Regions from separate parts of the Mus musculus genome. Here region 2 is linked to region 1. A link is a contact called in public HiCAR-type data. All regions are on one chromosome and are shown on one strand. Each heading gives the region's core, a stretch centred on a gene start, on an enhancer-like site or on the middle of the called end of the contact. The rest is flanking DNA. Distances are from core to core; before and after follow the strand shown.

The links. HiCAR-type assays count read pairs that join an accessible place to other places.
Region 2: a contact with region 1 is called in a HiCAR-type map of embryonic stem cells, with 2.5 times the contacts expected there. The contact joins two enhancer-like sites. A contact is called at or near these places in 2 of 39 promoter capture datasets (cranial neural crest and maxillary cranial neural crest) and 2 of 115 datasets of contacts at active chromatin or transcription factors (astrocytes and embryonic stem cells).

What each region holds. Positions count from the first base shown.
Region 1 is chr12:12,174,403-12,180,718 of GRCm38.p6, forward strand. No RefSeq gene overlaps it. Among named protein-coding and RNA genes, the nearest start is that of Gm34348, 30 kb to the left of the region's middle. RefSeq lists an enhancer at 4,694-5,516. Within about 2 kb of position 2,004, at least 165 of the 459 cell types and tissues checked have an H3K27ac peak or open chromatin away from gene starts, as enhancers often do. A contact at or near this core is called in embryonic stem cells, where this site is marked.
Region 2 is chr12:12,901,454-12,907,621 of GRCm38.p6, forward strand. No RefSeq gene overlaps it. Among named protein-coding and RNA genes, the nearest start is that of Gm40271, 4.9 kb to the right of the region's middle. Within about 2 kb of position 3,333, at least 141 of the 459 cell types and tissues checked have an H3K27ac peak or open chromatin away from gene starts, as enhancers often do. A contact at or near this core is called in embryonic stem cells, where this site is marked.

The DNA.
Region 1 (6,316 bases), core at 754-3,253:
CAGTAGGGCGACGTAAACTAGATACGATGGAGAAAAGAATAAGTTAATAAATATAACATCAAGTATTACAATGATACAATTAGTGAATCATTGTAAGTGAATGGAGAACATTGAAGGAAGATGGGGCAAGTACAGAATGAGACCAGAATGTCCAGCTTCGTCCTTCCCATGTGAGCCACGTGTGTTTGAAGAAGGCTGCCAATGAAACAAAGACCATCCTCACTGAGGATTAAGGGAGGAAGAACCTCTGGTCTGGTGCCTTTTGTAAATAGACAACCCATGCCCAAGAACAGCTGCACGAGAACAGTATGTCAGCCTGGCTGTGGTGCTGCACACCTTTAAGGCCAGCACTTGGAAGGCAGAGGCAGGTGGATCGCTGTGAGTTTGAAGCTAACCTGATCTACAGAGAATTCCAGAATAGTCAAGGCTACACAGAGAAGCCCTATCTCAAAAAAGCAAGCAAGCAAACAAACAAAAAACCCAAGCTGTTTTGTCTAGTGTATATTGCCAAAGGGAATAATTAAATAAATTAACTTTATTCAATAATTCAGAATTCCATCAACCTATGCCACCTTCAGTTTTCTTCTTCAGTCTGACTAAATGTGTTCCCTCCAAAGTCTCCCTATGCAACTACCAAAGCATGCAACTGCCACCATAGACGCTAGGATGGATCTCATTGGAGCTAGCCTGGGAACATACCCAGAAAGGACATCTCCTCCTTAACGAGAGGTGACATAGTGCCTGCCATTGTTGTGACAACGTTTTATACTTATTACTTAATTATTTAAAAAGCTATGCAATGTGCATTTCTAGTCTCACCTTACACACCAAGAAGCGGTGGCATAGGGACACATTGCCTCTGGCAGAATGTTCTAGATTTGGGTCCATTGTCTCTGTCTCTCTGAATGTGGAGCTTACTATGCTGGGTAGTCAAAAGACATAGCCACAGCTGGTGTGTCATGGATAGCCCCAATGATAGAGACACAGAGATGTTAACACCAGGGCTCAGAGAAGTGACTCCAACTTGGTAGGGTGGTGAAGGACTTTCTGGAGGAGACGAGCTGGTGTGAAAGTGGAGACTGGCAGTGCCATAGCCTGGGATTCACGTGAGTTATAAATCAGATTGTGCCTCTGGCCTGGCTTCCTTGCTCTTGCCCTGGTGTGCTCTTCCTGGCCACTAGTCTATCACCTCTTGAGTCTTCTCCACGATGGGACCTGCCAATCTCACCCCAGACCTACAGCCTCTACACACCTCTCCTCTACCTTCCCTGAATGTTCTCCCTGCTTTAGTGCAATCCTCCTTGACCATGCTCATGGGCCTCACTTAAACTTGTCCTCTACCAAATTGCCCTACTTATTTTCTTCAAAATACACAATAGTGCCTCAATTGTCCTTCGACCTGTGCCTCTCTGTCTCTCTGACTATTACTTTTCATTAGACTGTCAAGCCCTGTGAGGTTGTTTCTATGCAATGTGTTCACAGTTCAAATTCTACCGTCTAACTTTTGGACCAGCTCCAGGAGAGCTTTGGATGTGTCCTCTGATTATTTGTAGAAGACTTCCTGTAGCAAGTAGGACTGAGATGGAGCCCAACCGAGGGAGATTTAGAGGGAAGATGCTGGTCTTCTCTTCCTCTGAAAGAAAGCAAACATAGGAAGGACTTCATGGCAGGTGTCCCAAGATGCTAGAAGGAAAGAATTTCAAATCAGTAACCAACATGCCTGTTCTGCCTCTTCAACTTGTCATACAGACTGAGAAATTCCCTCTCCCCTCCCTGGAATTGGCTTCATCTGAGAAATAAGTGGGTGGGTCTCTAAACAACTCTTTAGCACTCAGATTATAGAAGGTAAACTTTCAGCATCCTTAAAGGCCTGATACCACACACACACACACACACACACACACAACCCTGTTGCCCTTCAGCCAATCCTTCAGGGACAGTGGGACATCTGCTGAACAGAGCCTCATGGCCATTACAAAGCCAGGGTTCTTACTTCATGGTCCCTGCGAATTGCAACTACTCCATTTGGCCACCAGGGGGCATCACTTACCAAGACACTGCAGTCCTCTAGAAGGTCGTTTGAATGCCCTTGAAGCTTGACGATCTGCAAAAATGTAACTCAGATATTTTGCAAAGGCGGTAGGGTGCTAGCTCCCAGGGGATGAGAAGGAATTCACACATAATCAAATATCAGAGAAAAGTAAAACGTGGGGAGGAAGCTAAGGAAAACCGGGCTCTTCACAGTGTTTGCACCACCCGGCTTGGTGGGGGTGGGGCTAAGCTCTACCTCGGTACTTATTCAGACCTAACGGTCCCCCACACCCCCACCTCTGCCTCCTTGACCCTGCACTACCCAGTGCAACCTCCTCCCACAGCTGTGAACTCCAGGCCAGGAGGATGTTGCAATCTTTGTTTTGAGGGGAAACACACACTCACAAGACAGTTGTTTCTCTGACCCATGGGGTTTGGCCTGTGAGCCCTGCAGCTGTTTCTACAGGAGCTGAAGGCAGACAGGGCTAGAGAGACAAAGTCGGGAGGCCATCTCTTCAGAACCTGGGTCTGTCTCTCACAGATTCATCAAATTGCAATGAATTCTTCATCTGGCCAGGCCTTCAGGAGACAGAGTGGTCCCATTTCCGGTTACCACCCGATTAACAGGCAGACAGAGGTGACTCATAGGTACGGTCAGATGATAGAGGGAGGACAAATGGCCCACCAAGAGGAGGGCAGTATACTCTAATTCTGCTGGGGGCTCAGATTGGTCAGGCTCCTGTAGCTGCATGAGTGGAGGAAAAAGAAATAAAAGGAAAGAATTTGACCCCCTCCTTGGAATGGTGGAGGAGAAAGGTTATTGTAGATAAAAGGGAGAGCAAAGCCAGAGGTAGACACATCTGGGCAAGTCCACAGAGGTAATGACTCTGAGCCTTGTGAGGAGTGGGGGAGGGGAAGGAAAAGGATAGTGAGGGGGAAATGGTTCAGCAGCCAGGAGGCCTAAGGAATGAAAGGGGCAAGAACCAAAATGGCTGGATTATTCAGAGAAGAGCCTCTGGGGGAAGGGCAGCCCAGCCCCTGGAAAATTCAGACTGTAGGGCAGAGTATGCAAGGATACCCTGTAACAGGTAGGGACTGAGGGATGCTGGGAGAAGAATCTGGCTGTGGGGTCGCTTTGATATGTTAAATAAGCACTATTGGCCTTTTGTCCCAGAGTTTGCAGCTTAAGGGGGGTGACACAGGAGCTGAGAACAGAACAGAACAAGGATGTAGAGAACAAAGGCATCTGGCCATTAGAAAAAGCCGGAAGCTCAGGAAGGGGAGAATTTCCATATAACTGGGACTTTGGTGTTAAGAGAAGGGACACCTGGCGCAGAGACAGGGAGGTGCTGAATGGCCAGCAGAGAATCCCTGTGTGGTACTGGAAGGTGGTCCCACATTACCTGAGTGATGGACAGTTGTCATGGTGCTCTAAGTAGGAGAATTGCAGAGCCAATCTTGTGGTGGTGGTACAGAGATGGGTGATAAAGAGATGGGTGGTTTGAAGCTGCTTAGGGGAGGGCCTAAGCCAAACTTACAGGTTGCTGTTCTACGACGGCTTGAAGATGCCTGACCGAGGGCTGTGGCCACAGAACCAGAAGAAGCCTGAGAAGCATTGCTTACCAGCAACGTCAGCCAAGGAAAAGCCAATCCCCTTTCTTGGTCAAAGCATCCTTCTGATAATGCCATGGAAGAGTGACCCTCAGGATGCAATGCATGTGTAAATTAGCCTGTGTTCTCTCCAGCTAACAGACAAGGACATTCAAAGATCTTGTCATCTCTCCTCTTTGTTCACTGATATTTTCTGATGAAATTGTTTGAAAATCCCAAGTTTAATATGCCTCAGAACTGTCCGAACCCTAGCTGTATACAGTGTCATTTTCCGCTTCTCAGGAGTCACTGACCTCAGTGAAGCATCATAAATGCACAGAGGGGACGAAGCCAGAATCAAATGGCAGGAAATAAAATACATGACAGTGGAGCAGGGAGGGTCATGGGACTGACTTACTTTCACAGTTGTTTTTACTTAGTGTTTATATCACGTCTCCACGGAGTGTAGATGGCCCTCCTCCATGCTCCCACTGCCCCTCATCAGAGGTAACTCAGAAGCAAGGAGGGCAGCCAAGTGCTGAACATGTGAGAAAGGCTCCCTCCAAGTCCCAGGGCCTACATCTGCTGGATGCATCTGTTCTCTGAGTACTTTGCAAAAATCAGGGCACAAGCCCCAGCTGCTTCTCAGCAGAGAGTCCTACAGGGAGGGAACACAGAACTTACACTGAAGAACTAGGCTGTGCTAGCTGCCTCTCTATTCATATCCAATACAGGTAACTACATAGACAACTTGCAGAAGGACAAAGAGGGACTGGCTCTGCTCTTTGCAAGATGCCAAGGGTGTTTGTGGGGTACACACCACCAAGAAAATTCTCCCCAAACTGAATGACCAAAAAATGAGACTATTATTCTCGAAAACCCAGATATAGGGTGCAGTTTGGAAACTATTGTATATGTCATAGAATGGGAGGCAAGACTGTCGGCTTATAGTCCTGACTTCATAGTCAAACAGCTATATAAACTTCAGCCCATTACTTGGATGGTCCTAGGTTCAGGTCTGGTTTCTGGTTCCCCAGTCCTCATGCATCTGTGACAAATGAGAGGGTTTAAAAAGATGGACCTCTGTACTCCGATGTACTATTCTGGTTCCACCAAGACTATATCACTCACTGATTTGGTCTGGATCTTCAGTTGAGGAGAGAAGATGCATCTCAGATAACCAACAATCACTTCACGCCCATAAATCAGGAGGTGGTGTTATATGCTGATGAACAAACACCATCCTGCAGAGAGATAAAGGACAAAGGGACGGAAACACTGGGACTGCTCAGGGAGTCAGATGCCAGTGGAGTGATGAGGCAGGGAGAGTGCTGAAGGCTGATGAGAGACACTGAGTAGGATACTGCAGGCAGAAGAAGCAGCGGGTGCAGCGGTGGCTGAGAAAAGCACAGTGCAGGCTCCTGTCCACTTATGAAAGCAATGCACGTGGTGCTGGCAGGAGGGGCATGGGGGCTCTTTGTTCTTAGAAGCTACTCCGGCTAAAATATGGGTCATGCACTAGGGTGAGCCAGAGGGAAAGAGATTGGATGCTGGTTCCTACAGAAATCCAAAGGAGACACGGAAGCGTTATGTACCTCAGCCACTTAAACCTTTTAACAACTTTTGTCGCCACAGTTATTATCTCCAGTTTAAAAACAGAAACCAGGCAACTACAGTGGGAAACAGAAACCAGACCCTTCATGAAGAAATACATTGTTCAGCTCAACACTGGTCACCAGGACTGCTAACTCCAGGAGCTCATGGCATGATGGAGAACGACTATGTGCTAAAGAAGGAATCAAGACAGTGGAGCTAGAAAGATGCAGATGAAAATGAGAACGATGTATAGAGTCGACAGAAAATGCAGTGCTGATGGAAGAAGGTCAGGAAAGTGCAGTCTCCTGACAGTGGATGGGGACAGCACATACACTCTATTCACTTCCTCCAGCTTTCAAAGCAAAGTTATATTGCTAAATAAAACGGCGCATCAAAGCACCATAAACTTGTTTTCTCCCAGTTCTAGAGACAACAATGAGCAGCTGATAACCATTGGTGTTTCCTGCCTGACAGTCGCATCACCCTGATCTCTGCCTCCATTTTCTATGGCCTCCTTCCCTTCTCTCCTCGCCTGAGGGAGAACCCTTATTGCTGGACTCTAAGCCCATGGTAATTCAGGACTATCTCCTGTAGGGGCTGTCAACGTAATTACAACTGTAAAGATCCTTTTACCAAATAAGGTCACATATTCAGGTTCTGATACATGAATATTAAAGGATGCATCACTGAGTCTATAGCACCAGCCAAGGTCAAAAGTTTCAGAAGAAGAAGAAAGAAAAATTATCCTTACTAAACTATCAAGAGTCCTGTGTATTTGCAATGCCAGGATGGAGGTGATTGTGAAATTACTACAGACAAATATCCGGTAGGTAGTTGGACCTAAAGTCATGGGTGCACTGTAAATATTGGAGTTTCAAACATCTTTAGTAAGGTTGCTGAACCAGTGGGCTGGGGGTGGGGGGTGGTAGCAAGAGGTGGAAGAGAGTAAAGAAGAGCTCATTAAAATGAACAAAATTTTAAATAGATAAATAAATATAAATAAATAAATGCACAAATGGCTTGAGACTAATGGGGTGGGGTGGGTAAAGAGGATGGTTCACACTGAGAAAGAGAAAGTATCCAAGTTCAAGTTCAAGAG
Region 2 (6,168 bases), core at 2,083-4,582, 730 kb after region 1:
GGGATGTGATTCAGTTTCTATAGCAATAGCATGATAAAGCAGTGGGCTTAATACCCAGCCCTGCATAAACCTAGATATGGTAATACAGGCCTATAATCAACACTTGGAATACAAAGGCAGGAGGTTCAAGGCCAGGCTTAGCTACAGAATAAATTTGATGGCAGCCTAGGCTAAATGAGACTGTTCTTCAAATAATAATCATAATTTTAAAAGTACTATGTGATGGTGTTAGCAGATGAAATAACGCAGAGAGGAATTAAGAAAACATAATCTGGGCTGCAGAGATAGATGGCTCAGCAGTTAAGAACACTGGCCGCTCTTCCAGGAGACCCAGGTTTAATCCCCAGCACCCATATGGGAGCTTACAACTGCCTGTTACTCCTGCTCCAGGGGATCCAGTGCCATCATAGAGACATACAAAATAAATTATTTAAAAAATAAATAAAAAGAAAAACTAATCTGTCTACTGCCCAATCCTCTCTTCTTTCCTACCCCAGGTAACTGCCTTTGACATCCTGGCATGCCCTAGATTTTTAGATATTTATAGGGCTTTCTCTTTGATTTCAACATTTACAACATACGAGTATGTATGTATAGGGATGCCTGGTTTGTGATAGAAAAAGAATCACGTTATGTAGTTCACTCAGTGATCACTTAACTCCACATTGTAGTTTATCTAAATCACTATTCTCCCTCCATCCCTAGGGGAGATACATTTACACACATAATCGTTGATCATGTTACATATATTAGGTAATTATTATTAATATCATGTTTGAGAAAGACTTTATGTAGCCCAGGCTGGCCTTGAACTTGCCGGTTCTCTTGCCTCAGGCTTCAGTGCTGGGATTATATGACAGTGACTTGCTTTGTGTTGAGTGTTGAGTGTGTTAGGGTTCTCCCTTGGCATATAAAATAAGTCAGAGGGCAGGAGGAGAATGGAAACTCGGTGTCTTAGTTAGGGTTCCCATTGCTGTGAAACCATGACCAAGGCAAATCAGAAAAGGTAAACATTTAATGGGGGCTGGCTTACACTTTCAGAGGTTCAGTCCATTATCCTCATGGCTGGAAGCATGGCAGTGTGCAAGCAGACATGGTGGTAGAGAAGGAGCTGAGAGTTCTGCTTCTTGTTCGGAAGGCAACCAGGAAAGACAGTCTCATTGGAGAGTCTGAAAGCCCACCCCCACAGTGACACATTTCCTCCAATAAGGCCACACCCATTCCAACAATGCCACACCTAATAGTGTCACTCCCTGGGCCAAGCACATTCAAACCACCAAACTTGGAGATAAGGGACTATTCTTGGGTTCCAGTCAAAAGATAGGTGGCTTGGCTAAGGCAGCAGCTGTGGGGGAGACTTAAAGCAGCCATGAGAACGATTCTGAGCAGCCCCATTTCAAAGGGATACCCAGCCATTTTATGAGGCAAGATGGCCCAGGAAGGAGAGGCAGGTTCTTTAGCTGTGTGGTCTTGGGTAAGTCACTTAAATTCTCTAAGCCACACTTCCCAATATGCAAAATATGGTCATTTTCTGTCATATGGAATCCTGAGGGCATTTTTTAAATGTCTGGTATAGATGGCACTTTATCCTAAGCCTAGCAGGTCTCAGACACTTAGTAAATGCTTGCAACAGGTGCCACTACCCAAGGACCTCATTGATTCTTTCCTCGAATGCCCCTCCCTAGATCACATAGGCCACACATCTTAAAGTTTGAAGGGAAGCTGAGATTCAATCAGGGGCAGAATATGGCCGGAAATAGGCTTAAATGTGGACAGAGTGGCTGACCTTGGCATGGTGGGACACTCAGTGAGTACCACCAGTGCTTTCAAGATATATCAATGTGACCTAATTGTTGCTTGCTCTCAGGTTTATAACCAACCCAAATTTCTTTCTTTTTTTTTTTTTTTTTTTTTTTTTTTCCGAGACAGGGTTCATGGTTTCTCTGTGTAGCCCTGGCTGTCCTGGATCTCACGCTGTAGACCAGGCTGACCTCGAACACAGAAATCCGCCTGCCTCTGCCTCCCAAATGCTGGGATTAAAAGGCGTGCGCCACCACTGCCTGGCGCCAACTGAAATTTCTAAGGAAAAACATTTCACAAGGTCAGGTACTATGAAGCTTCACTGTGCACACACAGTAGAGGGTCATAGGCTCTCAGGAAGCTACAGATCTACTGCTGGGACAAACAGGTCCCAGAAGTCCCCAAGGGTCCCAGGCTGGCAGAATCATCAGGAGGGATGACGGAAGTTAGCCTATGGTTCCAAGACTCTGATACCAGGATCTGGGAACTAGACCTCAGTAAGAGGCTGTGGGGACATTCCCAAGAAGGACTGTCGTTAGCCTCCTAAAGGGGGTCCATCTTTCTCTCTTATATGCATAGACACAGATGGAGACATAAGTAGATATACACACAGGGAGAAACACACACACACAAGCACACTGACACATACACACATACAAAGATACACACAGGAACATGGACACACACAGATGGAGGGAGACACACAGAACTAGTGACATTTACACAGATGGGAGACTGACACCCACCAGAACACCAAACCACAAACGGAGACACACACAATCACAGACGTACATATGGACATACAGACACAGAGAACAGAGGCCTTCACGGAAAAAAAAAAAAAACAAAAACTGATGGGGAGAGAAGGAGAGGCTGAGAAGAAGGAAGGAAGGAGGAGAAAGAGAAGCAGAGGGAAAGAATGCAGAGCTCAAAAGGGCCACACAGGAGAGCCCACCCAGGCCTCTGAGGGCAGATGGGGTGTAGACACAACCCTGCCCTCCCTCTGCCTGTTATTTCAAAGGACTACATCCTTCAGGTCCCTCCCACTTGGCAGCTCCTAATTTAAGCCTGTGAAGGTGTTAGATTGGATAATTCCACTATGGGGACCAGAGGAGACTGCCAGGGGTAAAATGACCAGGTGGAATACACTAGGACTAGGGCACATTGAGAAGAGTATTAAACAGCATGGCAGGAAGGGGGAAAGAGACTTCGGAGAGGGCTTCTCTGGGGCCCCTGAACAAGTGCCTGCAACCCTGCCTGGAGGCTGGGAGCGCTGGCAGACCTAGGCGGCGGCGGCGGCAGCAGCAGCCGCTGGCCAGCCTGGTTTCCCTCAGCTACAGACAGCCTGGCTCCAGGCCCACCTCCCGGTGCCCTGGGCCTGACATCTTCTGGGCAGAGCCACGGTGCCCCAGGAGCCATGTGGATGGTGTTAGTAAACACGCTTTCTTGCGCCCAGCCTGGCAAGGCCTGTGGGCAGCGGGAGGGCGTAGAGCTGGCAGCTCCCACGGCTGGGCAGGAGGACGGGAGGGTGGACCGGCGGGCAGACGGGCGGGCAGGCCGCCCTGCACAGCCAAGCCAAGGCCCAGAATGGAGCAGCTGCTCCTGTCACCATGGAGACGGAACTGAACAATGAGCAGCCAGAGATGCAGCATGGCTGCCTGGCACCGCGGCCACACTCCCGCCAGGCCCTCACACCTACACACAGGAGCTCATGCACTCACCCTCATGTGCGCCTGCATGCATGGACGTACGTGCACATATGCGCACACACGCATGCAGAGTTCCAGGAAGGAGAAAGAAATAGAGAAACCGGGTAAGGACAGTAGAATCTATAGAAAAGGAAGGAGAATGTGAGATGAGGTTCACAGCCTTACAGTTGCAAAGTTGAGCAGAAAAAAAAAAAAAAATCTCACCCTTTGATTCTGGCTAAAAATACCTTAAAAAAAAAAAAGGCAGCTTTGCAGAGGGTCATGTGGTGCCCTGGATTCTTGTGTAACAGGAGAGCTGAAGGGGTTCTAATTAGCAAAAGGCATCTTGAGTCCCATCCCCTTCCCCCTTGACGCGGGTTGCTGAGAGACCCTCACAAAGCTGTTAGTCCCCAGGAAATGAGGATACATTGTTAAAAATGAGCCTAAATCCCAGGTGATTCCTCTCTCCAAGACAATGCAGAGAGGAGGCTGGCTGGCTCAGCCACGGGCTGGAGAGGAGTCGGAGAAAGGCCCCCGTCCAAGTCCTTTAAGAAAAAGTAACCAGTGGCATCCGGGCAGGGAAGGTGGGTGGGCATCAGCTTGTAGTGCACAGGGGCACCTTCTGGGCAAGTTCCCCTTCTGTGAACTGGTGAACTCTTAGCCCCAGCAGCTCCTAGATCCCCAGATATTACCTGCTCCTGCCACTCAGAGGAGCATACAGAAGTTTATGAACACTGAGGAAACAGACAGGATTACCATGAGTTCAAGCCAGGTGTTGGTTACAAAGTGAGACCTTGTCTCAAAAAGCACAAAAGAAGGCAAAGAAAGAAAAGAAAGGGGGAGGGGGTTGGAAAGAAGGGAGGAGGCAGGAAAAAGGGAGGGGAAGGAAGAGGAGAGGAGAGGAGAAGGAAGAGGAAAGGGGAGGGGAGGCCAGCCGATATAGGTATAGACAGACATCTCCCTAACTATCCCTTCCAGCCTGGTATCTGGAAACTCAGTCTGCTCTTCTCAGCATCTCTGTCCAGGGGCTGACAGACGCTGTATTTCAGCATTATCTTAAGCTTCCAACAGGCTACTTATTTTTTCCTGGCTTCACCTATTTCTCTTCTTCCTTCTGGGCAGGTGAATGCTGTGTGAAGATAGCTATCCTGGAGGCCTGCTGGATTCCTTTAGTGGAAAATAGGAAGACTTACCAGTTGACCTGGCGCTACTGTCTACACCGACTTCCAGTTCAGAAAAAGCAAATTCTCAGAAGACTCTCAGGAAGTAGTGTTAGACCCATGACATTGACCGCCATGTAGTTCAGGGGCCCAGAGCCGAGGTGAGAAAGTGAGGATGTAAGAACTTAAAGGTATTTCTAGGCATAGAGTTTTAAAGGAGAACACAGAGAGGAAGCAAGAGGAACAGGGCACGCTGGGAACAAGGAAACGCTTGAAAAGGTAAAGGAAGCCTGGGTTGAAAGAGAAGCCTATGGCCCTGAATCCGGAAAACTGATTCGGGATTAGCAGGTTCCAAGCCTCCCCACATTGGTTGCGCACAGCATGATCCATCTTCACACTCCCAGCACCTACTCCCGGGGGCATCATGACAGATGGACAGCAGTAGACATTAAAATCACAGTAGGCTGGAGCCAGGCTCTTTCCCCAATATCCACATCCCCTCCCCTTTCAGGATCCCTTCTAGAAGCTTCTCAAGCTCCAGGGAGCCATCTGCACTGGCTCAGACGTGGCAGAGAAGGAATTAAAACGTGAGAGGCAAGATCAGAGAGAGACTTGCTCCCCTCAAGAACCTCTTAAGTAGAGGGAAAAAGGCAGGCAATTTTTAATCATCACGGATTGTTTAAACTTCTGAATCCGTCTTCTGCGGAGCCTAGGGAGCACCCATTGTGGCTGGTACCCAGCAGTAGTCCTTGGTCCACCTACCCCCAACAGTCACACACATTTCCTGGACCCTTCTGTAGGTCCTCCCAGGGTCCTTGCTAGGCCAGGCCAGCAGGACCCTGCTTATCTAAGGAGATCTGACAAGACTGCAGCCCTGGGGGTATGGCTGCTGGCGAAACATATGGTACATCGTAAATAGGACTTCCTTTTAGGAAATGAGCTGCTGTAATTAAATCCCCATTCATTTTTCTGTAACATACACACAGAGACAAATAGATCTTTATCCTTTAGAAGCTCCGAAGAGAAAAGGCTTGTGGGGAGCTGAGATTCTCAACTGTGACTTTTATAAAAGATTGCTTAGATCCAGGTGAAATAAGAAGTCCCTTTTTTGGGGGGGGGGGGGGTGGAGTGGGGGGGGGTGGAGTCCTCTGTTTAACAGTCCTTGCTGTCCTGGAACTCACTTTGTTTACTTTGTAGACAAGGCTAGCCGAGAACTCACAGAAATATGCCTGCCTCTGCCACCCAAATTATTGAGATTAAAGGCATGTGCCACTACTGTCAAATAGAAGTCTGAATTCTTTCGGAAGATCTCGTGGATGAGTGGGTGGGTGGGTGGGTGGGTGAGTGGGTGGGTGGGTGAGTGGGTGAATGAGCGCTTCTTCCTTCCCAACAGGAAATGAGGAAATAATCAAAGAGGAAAAATTAAATTTGGGCGCTGGAAGTGATTGTTTCTTCCCATTCCACATACATAAATAACAATGTAAATAAACTCCATGGGCTGGAGAGATGGCCAGTGGTTA